2 separate regions of the Sus scrofa genome follow, and region 2 is linked to region 1. The links are chromatin contacts, called in public Hi-C maps. All regions are on one chromosome and are shown on one strand. Each heading gives the region's core, a stretch centred on a gene start, on an enhancer-like site or on the middle of the called end of the contact. The rest is flanking DNA. Distances are from core to core; before and after follow the strand shown.

The links. Hi-C and Micro-C count contacts between places; a contact is called where the count stands out from the background.
Region 2: a Hi-C map of fibroblasts shows a contact between it and region 1, with 2.4 times the contacts expected there. The contact joins two enhancer-like sites. A contact is called at or near these places in 1 of 47 Hi-C or Micro-C datasets (fibroblasts) and 1 of 2 datasets of contacts at active chromatin or transcription factors (alveolar macrophages).

Annotation. Positions count from the first base shown.
Region 1 is chr3:102,421,430-102,428,976 of Sscrofa11.1, forward strand. No RefSeq gene overlaps it. Among named protein-coding and RNA genes, the nearest start is that of CDC42EP3, 110 kb to the right of the region's middle. Within about 2 kb of position 2,177, at least 13 of the 83 cell types and tissues checked have an H3K27ac peak or open chromatin away from gene starts, as enhancers often do.
Region 2 is chr3:102,625,373-102,633,210 of Sscrofa11.1, forward strand. No RefSeq gene overlaps it. Among named protein-coding and RNA genes, the nearest start is that of CDC42EP3, 90 kb to the left of the region's middle. Within about 2 kb of position 3,974, at least 3 of the 83 cell types and tissues checked have an H3K27ac peak or open chromatin away from gene starts, as enhancers often do.

The sequences.
Region 1 (7,547 bases), core at 927-3,426:
ATGCTTCTTCTTTTTCAAAATACAAGATCATGCATAGAAATATCTATACTAAGTCCACCAATCCACACACTGGAATTACAAGCCAGGTCATGGGTTTTTGCATAAGAGGCAAGACCTTCTCACCTATAAAATGAAGTAGCTGGAGAGGACATTCTAAGGTTCCTTCCAGCACAGGGATCCACTGATCTTGGACTCCATTCCCCAGCTTGTCTCACCACAACTGACTTGTACAAGGTATTGTGAAGCCTGAGTGTGTCGTTCAAGTTCAGATGGTTTAAAGATGTCTAGGAATTGTATATTTCAGCTGTGACTTAGAACTAAGATAATACAGAAAGAGAACCAAAGGCAGGGAAGCTCAAGAGTGGCTGAAAGGAATGAATCCATAAGGACCCTGCCCCACATGCCCGGGGGTCCTGTAGAAGATCCTCCTTTGCCCCAAGTTTCTGTTCAAATCTTGTCCTTCTATTCATTAGCTGTGTGACCTTGGGAAAGTTACTTAACCTTTCTTAGTATCTCCATCTAGAACATGGGAAAGATAATAGACCCTCCTCACTGAGCTGTCCTGAGGTTTAAGATAGATCTTGAAAGTGCGGTGGTCATTTGAGCACCTGACTAACAATGCTTACTCCCTCCTTTGTGGCACATGGAAGACTGCATTTCCCTAGTCCCTTGAAGTTGGATTTTTCCATGGGACTTGCTTTGGCCAATGAATTAAGAGCAGAAGTACTCTGTGTTGTTCTATGCAGAAGCGTTTACTAGCCAGTGTAAGACACTGCTGTGCTCCCTTCTTGCATGGCAACCAGGAATGCCATAGATGGAGCAGGTGGAAGCTCTTTTATTCCAGGTTGAAGTATGAAGAAATATGGAGCAGAGATCCCCGGCCAACCTGCATGGGACATTCATAAGATTGAGAAGTAAAGGTATTGTTTGCTATTGAGATTTGGGGGTTGTTTGTTAACAAAGCATAAACTAGCCTACCCTAACTGTAACAATATATGAAGCAACTACTATAGCCCTAAGAATGTAGCAACCTCGTAATAGATAATAGTTCCTATCTTGATTTTTTCAGCAAAGGCCAGGATTACTACCTCTGGAAGCAACCACACAGAATCTAACACAGTTCTGAGCAAATGCTTGTGCACACTTTCATAGTGACAGAAGATGAATTCAAAGTCACTGAGGCTATCAGAAGCCAGGGAAACACTGTGCCCAAGAAAAGGGAAGCCCTTTCCAGCAACTGGAGAGGGAGGACCACTATTTGCCACAGGTGTAGAGTCAAGTCATTATGTACTTTGTTTTTCACCAGCCACAAAGCAAGTAGCAAAAAACTGGTTTCTGTCTCCACGTCAATGAAATTATTTCTGCGGCATAAGCTTAACACATTCTCTGCTCAGAGTAACAGGTAGCAGATGCTGGGGACTTGATCCCAATATTTGGTATTGATTACTTAGTGCAGACACCAAAATCTTTGTTCATATCAACACATGGCATAGGAGTATTTTTCCTATTAAACTCAGTAAGGTATAAAAACATAGGAAACTCATTACACTAGAGTTAAAGGGATCCACAGTTAAAGAAGCTGCTTGTTCTTTCCCAAGGAGTCTCTGGTGACAAAAGTATAAAAGAGGCAGTGCAGGTAAAAGTTATGAGCATTATCTTGGGTGCCCATGAGACACCGGTTTGCATCCCAATTCCTTCACTTAACTGTAAGATGGCAAGAACTTAGAACATACAATGGCCGGGTTGAAAATTTTTCACATTTCTATTATTACTTTGGTCATTTATTCATTCAAAAAATATTTGCTTCAAATTTTCTCTGTGCCATGACTTCACTTCATCTTCCCAGCAGCTCTATGAGGTTGATAGCATTGTTCTCATTTATAAGTGATTAAATTCAGGCACAGAGATAATAAAAATCTCAAGACAATGTGGCTGATTAAGTTAGAGAGTTGGACTTTAAACCCAGATCTTAAATAGAGAAGTCTCAAAAAGTCTCTCATACTCTGTAGAGAGTGGATCTTGTGAGTGAATTCCAAATCTACACAGCTCCCAGAAAAGAAGAGTTCTTCTAGTGCCACCTAACTTACTCAGAAACCCAGTGAGTTTGAACTGATATTTAATATAGAAAGGTATGCTGACAAGGAGTGAGTCATCTCCTGAGCACAAATACCATCTGTGCAGGGAGTGTGTGGTTAAATAGGGAAAATGACTCCCCTGGAGGCCATCCAGACCCAACATGGCAGCTGAGGACAAGCATCCCTTATTTTTTGGCCCAAGAAGTCTCCAGAAGAAGGATGCTGATCTGGATCTCGAAACCAATCCTTGAGCACAAGTTTAAAGCTTATCCAGTAAGTTAAACACAATCTCAGGCATCTTACCTTCTGGTGAAGGCGCTCTGGTGACTGCTGGAAGTCCTGACTATTCCAGGAACAAGTGGGTACATTCTCTGGCCAAGCTCTAGGAGGAAGGGAGCTTGCTTCTCAGCCACTCTGCTGCAGCACCACAGATGCCGTGTCACCAGAAAAATGTGAAGACTGCCCTCCCCAAATCTCATAAGACCCTCATCAGTGGGGCTCCTTCAGCCTGTGACTTAGTCTGTGATTCCTGTGGAGAGAGCAGAGCCAAGAGTAAGCCCCTTTTCTCGGCCTCCCTCAAGTCCACCTGCCTAAGCAAAACCTCATTCTTCATCCAAACAAAAGGGCCTATGCACATCAATTATTTCCAATAATACCTGGGGCTGGGGAAATGGTTCTCCTCAGGGTGGCTCCATAATGCATCATCCAAGCCAGAAACGCTGAAGGTGTAAATGCAGGCAAGGTGGGACTCCAAAATGATAGGCATAAAGCAGGACTGTCCCAAGAAGACTGGGGCCTGTGTCCACACGTGTTCCCCATCAAACCTGTCTCTGCTGGCCCCACTGCAAATTCTGTGGACTCAACACTTGACTGGTGCTGTGTTTACATTTATTGGCCAAAAGGTGCAAAAGAGAATCATGGGGAAATTTCAGCTGCCTGCCTAGAAATATAAGACAAGTATCAGCAATTTAAATGAAGAAGTGGGTTTAGGGGTTTGAACTTCTATCAAATCAAGCCAACCACCCTGGAAGCCAGAGGCCCCAGTTTAGGAGATAGGTGCTCATAGCCTGGTTGGTGGCATTTCAGGGGCAGAAAGAGGAAACCTCTCAATCTGGGATGCTTGTCCTCATTTGTGCTGATTTGCTGCTGCCAACTAAAGGGATCTTAGTTAAAGCTAGAATCACTTGTTTCTTCCTGATGCCTTGAACAAGATTTCCCCCTAGACTGGAGGGTTAGTACAATGTAAACAGTTGTCTCTAGGCTGGCACAGCCACCTTTCCCTTGTGCAACTAGGTTTTCTCTGAAAAGACAGCTATTTAAAGCCCAGCCAACACTTACTGATTTTATTGTGCTGTATCCATGGTGAAATCACAGTCACCAGTTTGAATAGGCTAATCAAGACCCATGAATTGCTGTCTGCAGGAATAGCCACTTTTCCAGAGATCAAAGCCATGTGGCTGGGGAGACAGACTTTTAGCTGCATTTCTTGAATCTTTTTCTGATCAAAGTGATTTATTACTTGAATGTCATAATCAGCTCAGGGTCTTTTTATTTCCATGTTTGGTACCAGACTCCTGAGTATTGGATGATTTAGCGGTTTCAGTCTATTAACCCTTTATAAGGCTTAATCTGTCTTATAAACATTCCTACGGTTTAAAAAAAAAAATCACTATGAACATCTATGAAATGGGAGGAGTTAAGATTTCAAAAATCCCAGCCTCACCTTCTTGTAACCTAAGGATAGACAGCAAGGAGGAGGTAAGGAGGAACCGCCATAGCCAGGCCCTGATGCAATGGTGCCCAGTGAGATGCAGTTTCATACTACATGTGATGGGATGAACCACAGGGAGGCTTCGGCACAACTTCTCGGGTAAGGGGGAGGAGGTTCTGGGGCACTGGCTCCTGTCCCTGGAGGCTCCGCCACCTAGGTACGAGGAGGAGACCCATGGGACTCCCACAGACAGAGAATGTCCAGGGCAAGGCCCAGGTGTCAGGGCTCTTGCAATCTCCTTGCTAACCTCAGAGAATGAACCACAGGGTCTAAGCATTTGGATCTCCTTCTGGGCTGCTTCTGCCAGAAGTGTCTGCTCTGAGTCTGCCTCAGACTCAGACCCAGGCAAGCCGGGCACTAGGGTGGGGTAGAGTATGTGTGCAGCAGCTTGTTGGAGGAGCAGGTGCAGAGCAGCTTTCTTGGTTGCTATGATCATAGGCCCCTGGGAGCTCCCTGGTGTTTCTGCCCATATCCAACAGCCACCCTTCAATTTCCTGGATACCACTTGAACCCTTGCACTGAGGATGCCTTCCTTGACCTTTGCCCTACCACCTGATGTCCCAGGGCCTGATCCGGCTTTCCTGCCCTCATCATGTTAGTGCCTTTCCTAGAGGGCATATTCAGCATCTGGGCTGCCAGGCCACCAGGTGGGTTCCAAAGCGACTGGCTGACACCCAGGACTGGCTCAAGAAATGTTTGGTAGGCATAATGAATGAAACACATGATGAAATTGTAGCTCTGCTTCCCCCTTGGAGGGGGCAGCATCGGCATCCCCTTGACTCAGACTGGGAGGGAGAGAAGTGGTCTGACACTTACCAACCAGTCTGCTCTGAAGACTCTGGGAGGAGAGGTCAGAATCAAGGGCGCAATAGGAGGCTCCTGGCTCTGGACACTTTCGCCAGAGCTGCTGTCAGAGGCTCATGGCGAGGCACTCTTGTGAGGATGAGGGAGAAAGAAGCATTTCCTCCAAAGCCTGGCTAAGTGCAAGCAACTTCAGCGTTTCTCCATCCAGAGCCTGGACCACAGTGAGGACGTAGAGAGCATACTGACTGCTTCCCTGACTCTTAGGGCTCCCAAACTCATCGTCTCTGATGGGATGATCCTTTTGACTAAGTGATCCCTGCCACTATCACTTTGGTTCAAAAGGAAAGGGGCTTGCACATATCCAGACCTCATCCGTTAGAATGAATTTGTTGCATCCACAATGTCACAAGATATAATTAGTTGTACCCCAGACTCCTGCCAATAAGCCTGGTCAGTCCCCCTTAAAGAGAGAACTTCATAAAAGCTACAGGTGGACGGGAGATGTGTTATAACAGGTGTCTTCTGAATCCTCCAGAAAATGTTATAACCAGACTGAGTGTATAGATAAGTGCCAGAGATAGAAAATAAATCTGCCTGGCGTCACAGTCCGTCATAGGGCTGCAATACAGTAACTCTTCTAAAAGTTAATTCCCAAAACAAGCAGTCCCGCAGAGTGCCTGGCAACAGCAGGGGCTTGGGAAATATTATTGATGGACCGACCCGGCTCTGTCCTCAGCAGCCCAGGTACCTGGTGGTGCAGTGCCATCTTCCCAGAGGCCAAGGTGAATCCCAGCCATGAATCTAATCCACCCAGGTGACCTCTACGTCAGACGTCCATGGCCCGTGTGGGCCAGAAGAGAAGCCATGAGTGGTCACATAACTGTGTTTGCTGTTCAAAAGAGCAAACCCTGGACACTAGCTCAGAAGCTATTCTTTCCCTGTGGACGAGTGGCTCTACATCAGGAAAGAAGCCTCTTCTTTGTCCAGAGGATTCATAGTAAGCTGCCTCTTAGGGAGATTATATTGCAGAAACTCAAAAATGGTCTCCAGCCTCCCCCAAGGGTTGAGTCTAACCCCAAAGTATGTCTCAGAAGAGGCTTCTTTTTTTTTTTCGTTTTTTCTTTTTTCCCACTGTACAGCATGGGGATCAAGTTATTCTTACATGTATACATTTTTTTCCCCCACCCTTCGTTCTGTTGCAATATGAGTATCTAGACATAGTTCTCAATGCTACTCAGCAGGATCTCCTTGTAAATCTATTCTAAGTTGTATCTGATAACCCCAAGCTCCTGATCCCTCCCAAGCCCTCCCTCTCCCATCGGGCAGCCACAAATCTATTCTCCAAGTCCCTGATTTTCTTTTCTGTGGAAAGGATCATTTGTGCTGGGTATTAGATTCCAGTTATAAGTGAAATCATATGGTATTTGTCTTTGTCTTTCTGACTTGTTTCACTCAGTATGAGAATCTCTAGTTCCATCCATGTTGCTGCAAATGGCATTATGTCATTCTTTTTTATGACTGAGTAGTATTCCATTGTGTATATATACCACATCTTCCGAAGCCAATCATCTGTCGATGGACATTTGGGTTGTTTCCATGTCCTGGCTATTGTGAATAGTGCTGCAATGAATATGCGGGTGCATGTGTCTCTTTTAAGTAGAGTTTTGTCTGGATATATGCCCAAGAGTGGGATTGCGGGGTCATATGGAAGTTCTATGTATAGATTTCTAAGGTATCTCCAAACTGTTCTCCATAGTGGCTGTACCAGTTTACACTCCCACTAACAGTGCAGGAGGGTTCCCTTTTCTCCACACCCCCTCCACATTTGTTATTTGTGGACTTATTAATGACGGCCATTCTGACTGCTGTGAGGTGGTATCTCATGGTAGTTTTGATTTGCATTTCTCTTATAATCTGCAATGTTGAGCATTTTTTCATGTGTTTGCTGGCCATCTGTATATCTTCCTTGGAGAACAGTCTATTCAGGTCTTTTGCCCAATTTTCCATTGATTGATTGGCTTTTTTGCTGTTGGGTTGTATAAGTTGCTTATATATTCTAGAGATTAAGCCCTTGTCCGTTGCATCATTTGAAACTATTTTCTCCCATTCTGTAAGTTGTCTTTTTGTTTTCTTTTTGGTTTCCTTTGCTGTTTGATTAGTCCCACTGGTTTATTTTTGTTCTTATTTCTATTGCTTTGGGAGACTGACCTGAGAAAATATTCATGATGTTGATGTCAGAGAGTGTTTTGCCTATGTTCTAGAAGAGGCTTCTTAACATGCAGGCCTGTGTGAGCACTGGGCAGCTCAAGGAGCCTTGGGCAGCAAGTGCAGGCACACCTGACAGAAGCCATATTGATAGGTGAGCTGGGTCTGCAGTGAGGGCAAAAACAATGACTTCGGAAACACCCACCTCCTGCCTCTCACCCTCAGCTTAACTGGCAAGACAGCTCCAGGGAATTTTACCAGCATCCTCCAGAGATGGTATTTGTCCCACACTGGCATTTCCTACCCAACTCCTCCCTCTGGGAGTTCACCGACCAAGCTGCCCAGGATGGCCAGTCAGCAAGCTGGCATCCTTAAGAAGGTGGTGTTTAGCTCTGACTTGTGAGCTTCTGAGAATCAGTGTGCCCTCTCTCCTGCCTTACCAAACCCCAAGATCACCGTTCCTAAGAAATAACGCAGTTTTCCAGAACATTCTGATCTTAGCTCTTTCTGATGTTTCTGCCACACAGGCAGCCCCTGAGTGACAGCATTCACCATCACTTCATGTGCAATGGGGCCGGGTTGTTTGTATAAAGATCATTTGAGGAGTGTGTTGAAAATCCAGATTCCCGATCCCCACTCAAGACACTTCCTGGCAAGGAAGGGGCCCGAGGGGAATAGCAACCTGTATTCAG
Region 2 (7,838 bases), core at 2,724-5,223, 210 kb after region 1:
TAGGATGCCAATTGACTTCTACCCCCCGCAACCACATGCCTCTGGCACAGCTGGACAATATATTAACTTTTGGGGATTAAAAAGGTGCTATATCCTTGAGAAGTATTCCTAATAACCTGGATTCCCATTTATTCTCACCAGCAATCAATCTTTTCTATGTAATAACAGCCAATGAGTAGTGGAGGCAGGGAATGATCAGATTTCAGCAGCAATGTTTTCAGAGGGCTCTTCCCTTTCTCTAAGCCCAGAGCCTAAATTCCCCCAAAGACCGATATGGGCAGTCTTTAGCTGAGTTGTGCCTCCAATTCTGGTGTCCAGAGGCAACTTGAAGATAGAGGAGAGCAGGTCTTGGGCTGTCCTTACAGCTGCCGAGGCTGTGTGAAGGTACAAAAGAATGACATCCCTAGGAGATGTGCAGATGTACAAGGTACCAGGGCTGAAATCAGAGGACTCGGTCCTAGTTCCTGCCCTCCCACTGACTAATTATGAGACTTCGAAAGTGTTTCACTTCCTTGAGCCTGGTTTTGTCACCTGTCAAGATAGAGAACATGACTTGACCAGTGCTTTACAGCGATCTATAATGAAGGAGCAAAGTTTTTCCTTCCTTCACCCTGTCCTCTAATCTGTTGGGGATCCTTTATGAAATATAACAAAAATAAATACCATAGTTCATAATACTGTATTTTGTCTTTGAAAGTTACTATGAGAAAAGATCTTAAAAGTTCCCATCACACACACAAAAAATTGTGAGAACAAACCAGAGGTTACCAGTTGGGAATGGGAAGGGGGAAGAGCAAAATAGAGGCATGAGTTTAAGAAATACAAACTACTATGCATAAAGTAAATAAGCAACAAAAATATATTCTATAGCACAGGGAAACATAGCCACTACTTTGTAATAACTTCAAATAGAATATAATCCATAAAATATTGAATCACTGTATTGAATACCTGAAACTAACATAATATTGTACATCGACTGTACTTCAATTAAAAAAATTTAATTGTGGGAGTTCCCATCATGGTGCAGGGGAAACGAATCTGACTAGGAACCATGAGGTTGCAGGTTCAATCCCTGGCCTCTCTTGGTGGGTTAAGAATCCAGCGTTGCTGTAAGCTGTGGTGTAGGTTGCAGACGAGGCTCGGATCTGATATTACTGTGGCTGTGGCATAGGCCTACGGCTATAGCTCCAATTAGACCCCCTAGCCTGGGAACCTCCATATGCCACAGGTGCGGCCCTAAAATGACAAAAAGGCCAAAAAAAAAAGAAAATTTAATCGTAATATATGTGGTAATAGAAGACTTTTGGTAGTGATCATTTCACAATATGTACAGATATTGAATGATTATGTTCTACACTTGAAACTAACATTATATGTCAATTATATCTCAACTAAAAAAACACACATTAAAATTTTTTAAAGAAAAACCTTGATATGCTATATTCGAAGCTGCTATTATATTTGAGATGGGATCTTATGTAGTTATCTAACTTCGTCTTTTACAAATTTAAGTCTCAGCCAATACTAAACAGGCAGTAGGCCCTCAATAAATGTTTTAATTAATGAGTAAAAAGAAAAAAAAGAATTACCAGGAGTTCCCGTCGTGGCGCAGTGGTTAACGAATCCGACTACGAACCATGAGGTTGCGGGTTCAGTCCCTGCCCTTGCTCAGTGGGTTAACGATCTGGCGTTGCCGTGAGCTGTGGTGTAGGTTGCAGACGCGGCTCGGATCCCGCGTTGCTATGGCTCTGGCGTAGGCCGGTGGCTACAGCTCCGATTCAACCCCTAGCCTGGGAACCTCCATATGCCGCGGGAGCGGCCCAAGAAATAGCAACAACAACAACAACAAAAGACAAAAAGACAAAAAAAAAAAAAAAAAAAAAAAAGAATTACCAGATAAATGATAATGTTTGGATATCACAGCAATGTCAGATTGCTCTCAGAGTTTCTAAATTTTTACCCTCACTTGCTATATTTATCTCTTCACAAGCAGTTAACAATATATGGGCCAATGGCCATGCACAGACCATCCTCAATTTCTTACATCCCTCCCTACTCCTGTCTTGCACCTCTGTTCAGGTTGCCCAAGTATCCAAATGCTGAGCTGAGATCAAAATTATGCTTCTGGAGCAACAAAGAACAAAATATTCACTTGAAAAACTAATAGTATTTCTATCACTCTATCTATCTCATCTTGTCAATTTCCCTAAACAACAATCTGGAATCCTGGCTCCACCTCTTAGTATCAAGTGGCTCAAAGCAAGTTAGTTAACCTCTCTGTGCCTCGCTTTTCTCTTCTCTAAAATGAAAATAATAAGATCTTCACAAGGGTGCTTTTGGTAAACGTTTACTTTGATATAATTTCACACCTACAGAAAAGTTGCTGGAATAGTACAAAGAAATCCTATTGTTTGTTATACACATCACACCTTTGTAATATTTTCCCCATTTGTTTATCTTTCTCTGTCCTTCTTTCCCTCCCTAATATTTTTTTTTCTGAAATATTTAAGAGTAACTTTCAGTCACCATGCCCATTGGGTTGTTTTGAGAATTAAAGGAACTAATACATGTGAAATACTGAAAATAATGCCTGGTATACGTAATAAGCCCTTATAAAATATTACCGCTTATGCTTGGTTTCCAAAGACCTTTCCAAATGTTCGATGGGGTTCCACATGGCCACCCCACGTGGAGTCTCTATGATCTAATAGCTATGACTGTGCCCGTCTCAGAGGTTTGTACTTGTTTTCAAGTGTGTTGGATTCGATCAACCTAGAAAGATATTTCCTATGCTATATGTATCTGGCCTTGAACACTGGTATTGAGTGTATCTACTCTAAATTATTGTGTGTTATTAAATCTGAAGAACTCTGGTATAATTTTATTTTTATTATAGTTTATTTACAGTGTTGTGTCAATTTCTGCTGTACAGCACAGTCACTCAGTCACACATATGTACATTCTTTTTCTCATACTGTTCTATCCCAGGAGATTGAGTATAGTTCCTTGGGCTGTACAGTAGGTCCTCATTGCTTATCCAATCTAAATGTAATAGTTTGCATCCATCAGCCCCAAACTCCCAGTCCATCCCACTCCCTCCCCGCTTCCCCTTGGTAACCACAAGTCTGTTCTCCATGTCTGTGACTCTGTTTCTGTTTTGTAGATAGGTTCATTTGTGCCATATTTTAGATTCCACATATAAGTGATATTGTATGGTATTTGTCTTTCTCTTTCTGACTTCATTTAGTATGATAATCTCTAGTTGCATCCATGTTGCTGCTAATGACATTGTTTTGTTCTTTTTTAGGGCTGTGTAATATTCCATTGTGTATATGTGCCACATCTTCTTAATCTGTTCATCTGTTTAGGACATTTAGGTTGTTTCCATGTCTTGGCTATTGTGAGTAGTGCTCCAATGAACAAAGGGGTTCATTTTTTTTTCATTTTTTATAAAACAGCTATATTAGTGTTAATAGAGTATTAAATTGATCAGTGGTGACGATAAGACCAGATCTTCACTCTTCAGGGTCTTTAGGGAGATGAGAGGAACACCGATTTCTAAGAAATTCAAATATGACCCTTAAAACTTCCCTATGCAGCTCAAATGCCTCTTATTTCTCTTATCCACCATGTCTACGCTTCTGATTCAGAAATAAGACTATGACTAGCATAATACCTTGTCTACCCCCAGTGTTGGTTTAACTTTAAACTGAACCAGAACTTTCCTTTCTCACATTCACCTTGGTTCCTTTACTTCCTGATTTCTTGCCTCATCCAGATCCTGCTGTGCTGAATTGAATTAAGTATGGAAAACATACTGATTCAGCTTCATCTCCATGTACCCAGATTCAGCTGCAGAAAAGACTATTCACAGCAATTTTTAAAATCATTCCACATGAGTCATGCACCAGAAAGAAATCAAATCACAGAAGCATCTGGTGTCCAGAAAGACCCACTATTTTCTATGGTCAGAATCTAGAAGCTTCAATGACTTGCCCAGGTGACTCACTACTCTTCATAGGACATTGGAACAAGGTCCATATGTCTTTCAGGCCCTTTTGTTCAGAATTACCATGTGACCAAAACAAATCCTATCACTGTGCCAGCAAGGTCCATGAGTCTTTGACTTTTGTGCCAGACAATGCCTGGGGGGGGGGAAGGGAGGCAAAATAGATGGATATTCTATCCTAAGATGAATTACGTATGTTCAACAAGAGCCAGTTTGGCCTTGCATCACTTTCCCTGGAGATTCTGTGATGGGGGATAAGGGGGATGGGCACATATCTTCACAGCCCACAATGAATGCTCTTTTCCCTTGAAAGCCTGTCATCTATAACACAATTTAATATCTGGTCAAAAATTTTTGCTTGACATATGTGCCTTGCTCCTTGAGTTAACCTATGGAGAGTCAAGACCATGTATGCCCTTGACAGCAGGCTCACAGTGGGCTGCATACATAGTAGATGGGACTATATTTCTTTGGATGACCTGATATAATACAAAATAGGAAAATCAGTCATCCCAGTTGTCAATCATTGGCTTCATCCCCACTGGCAGTCCTGGCTAATAGCAGAAGTGCCTGTCCTTAGCCAAAGCATTCTGCTTTGCTTCTAAAGTAAAACCTCTGCTGCTGTTAGAGATTTGGACATCTGAAGGAGCAACTCCCACTCATATTATTCCTCCAAACACCTAGTCTACACATTTTTCTACCAGGACCCACACTCTTCCCAAAGAATTCACAGAGTTTTACAAAGATGAGGAGGTAACCAATGCTCACCTGGTTCATTAAAAAGTCTAAGTTATGGTTTCTCCAAAAGTTACAGGTAGAGTTAACCATACACATAGCAATTTCTCCCCTAGGTATATACCCAAGAAGATTGAAAACATATGTCAACACAAAAAACTTGCACATGGATATCCATAACAACATTATCTGTTAAGAGCCTAAAGAGTAGAAATAACCCAAATTTCCATCAACTGATGAATGAGTGGTATATCCATACACTAGAATATTATTTGGCCACGAAAAAATTAAGTACTGATATATACTACAACATAAATGAGCCTCAAAAATATTAAAGTGAAATCCAGACAAAGGACCACATATATTGTATGATTCCATTTATAAGAAGCGTCTGAAATAGGCAAATCCATAGAGACAAGAGTAGATTAGAGGATACCAGAAGCTGAAGTAGGGAATGACTGCTGAGTACAGTTTCCTTTGGGGATGATGCAAACATCCTGTAACTAGTTAGTAGTGATGGTTGCACACATCAGAATGTACTAAAAACCACCAATCTGTATGTTTTTAATGGATGACATGAATCACACATGCATTTAAAAACTGATTAAAGAATGTAACAGGACACAAAAATTAAATAAGAAAAAGTGTGAGTCAAAGTAAATCCTAGGTCCCAGGCTGGCCTGTTGACTTTATAATCACTGCAACAAAACGTGCCTTCCCTTCTCTTTCACTGAGATTGGTAGCTGCCAACACAGGCATTTCTAAAGTATGTTATATGCCCTGAAGCTCCATTCAATGTCCAGCCAGATCAGGACTGTCACCCAGGCTGCTGGGCCTCCTCTCAAATGGGTTTTGACTTGGCCCCACATCTTAAGGCAGTGTGAGCCTCAGGGCTCTGGCTTCTCCATTTCCTCATTGCCAGTGATTGTTTCTGTCAAAAATAATCATCTGTCTTTCATTGCAGTACAGATGATACCCAAATGTTACCCTCGTCCATCAAACTGTCAAGTTAATTGTTTATAAAACATCCGGAACTGGTTGTCACAGAACATCAGCAAACTCAGTCCAAGTAAAATAGACCCCTGAGGTTGGATGCAGCCCTGGGTGAGGGGAGAGTCTCACTGACATTTCCTTCACAGACACCTTTCTTAAACTAACAATTGTCAGAAACCTAGGGGTGCTGCTGCTATCCTGGGACGCTGAAATTGCTCTCAAGGAATTTAGTTTTCCTGTTACTAGAATGTTTCTTGATAATTTGGAAGCTGCCTCCAATACTAAGAGACTCTGGGACTTGGGCTTTAAATCCCTGCCATGGTCCAGTGCTCAGATGGGTGCTGCAGGGATTCCCTGCCTCTGCTGAACCACCCCATCAGTTAACTACTTGTACTCGAGTGGTGCTTGAAATTCCCTGAGCACTTTCACACAGATTTCCTTTGAGCCTCAATCTCCCTGTGATGGAACAGAGCTAGAGTTATTTTTAGTTTTCATCCAGGGAGAAGTACACTTACTCACTATCACTGGAGTTGCTGGAAGCAGAGCACAGACCTCTACACTCTCAGCTCATACTGTTCCCAGAGCACAGAGAGGACAAAGGGTTTAACTTGGGTCAGGAGACAAGTCTTCCCCAGCAGTCTTCTCTTCCAGCTTCTAGCACTTGTCTATTCCTCTGCTCAGCATCCCCAATCCATTCCTCAGCCAGTTTTTCTAGCATTTTCCCATCTAAAACTTATTATTTTTCATTTTGAGTTGTCTCTTTCATCTAGACACCTGGGCCATTATTCATTTAAACATGACTGGTTAAGCTTCTACTAAGCATCAAATGCTGTGCTACGCAGTATAGAAAAATAAATGTCACCCACGCTAAGAGCATCCAAGCCTGGTGGTCTCCAGCTCTAGGGATTTCTGACTCCAGATTGCAGGCCCTTTGTATCTCCGGATTTTGTGGAACTTTTAGGTCTGTCTTCTGCCATGTGTCAACTCCACAAATTGATCTCTCTCTGACCTATATTCTCAGGGCTCCAAAGAGAACTATATTCTCAGATAAGTCTCACCTGAGAGAGCAAGGAAATCTGATCAAGTATCAATAACATACAGCACACATAAATATGCAAAATATATATAATACACATGCGTTCACTCTAGTAAGGGAGGGACCCTGCGCTCAGTCACTTACAGAGTGACTACTATCTAATATGGCCATAGAGCTGGGGCTGAGCAAGATGCTCACAATAACTGCTGCTCTGATTAAAAAATCAATATCCACTTGTCAGTGTCTTTCCAAAGCCAATATTTCTCAGTGAATGTTTCCAACTTTAAAGAGAGATGTCTGCTTTTGTAACACAATAATCCATGGTTCGGTCAAAGCTGAGTGTGCTTTGCTACCTTTCCATTCACAGAAAACCATCAATGCTTTGCTTCCCAATGTCTATAACACAAGTAGGACCTGTTAAAATATAGTTTTCAAAAAGGTAGAATCAAGACTCGGGAAAATGTAAAAATTACACTTGTCAAATATTCTGTTTAGCTCATTAACTCATGAGGTAAATGGTAAAACATTAGAACTGATCCAAAAAACATTTGAGAAGCTCAGTATATACAAAAACCAGCTATCTTACAGGGTGAAAAATCCTTTTGGATTATCTCTTCCATTAGATAGGGTTTTTTAAATTTTTTTTTATGGTATACCTGCAGCATATGGAAGTTCCCCAGCCAGAGACTGACTCTCAGCTGCAGCTGCAACAACCCTGAATCCTTTATCCCACTGCACTGGGCTGGGGATCAAACCCATGCCTCCATAGCAACCCAAGCCACTGCAGTCAGATTCCTAACCCACAGTGCCACAGGGGAAACTCCTGGGCAGGAATATTTTTGCATCTCTTTTGAAAAATATCACCAGTTAACCTTTGTCCCTATAGAGATTTAAAATAGGCAAATGAAGGAAGTTAAACCCAACACTTCACTGAAAAACACTCAGGGCTCTCTTTGGACTATTTTGAAGTTTAATGAGTAAACTTCTGACAGGTCGCTGATGTTGGAACTAGGGACTGACTCAGGGAGGCTATGGGAGGAGTCTTTATTATCTAGTTATTTA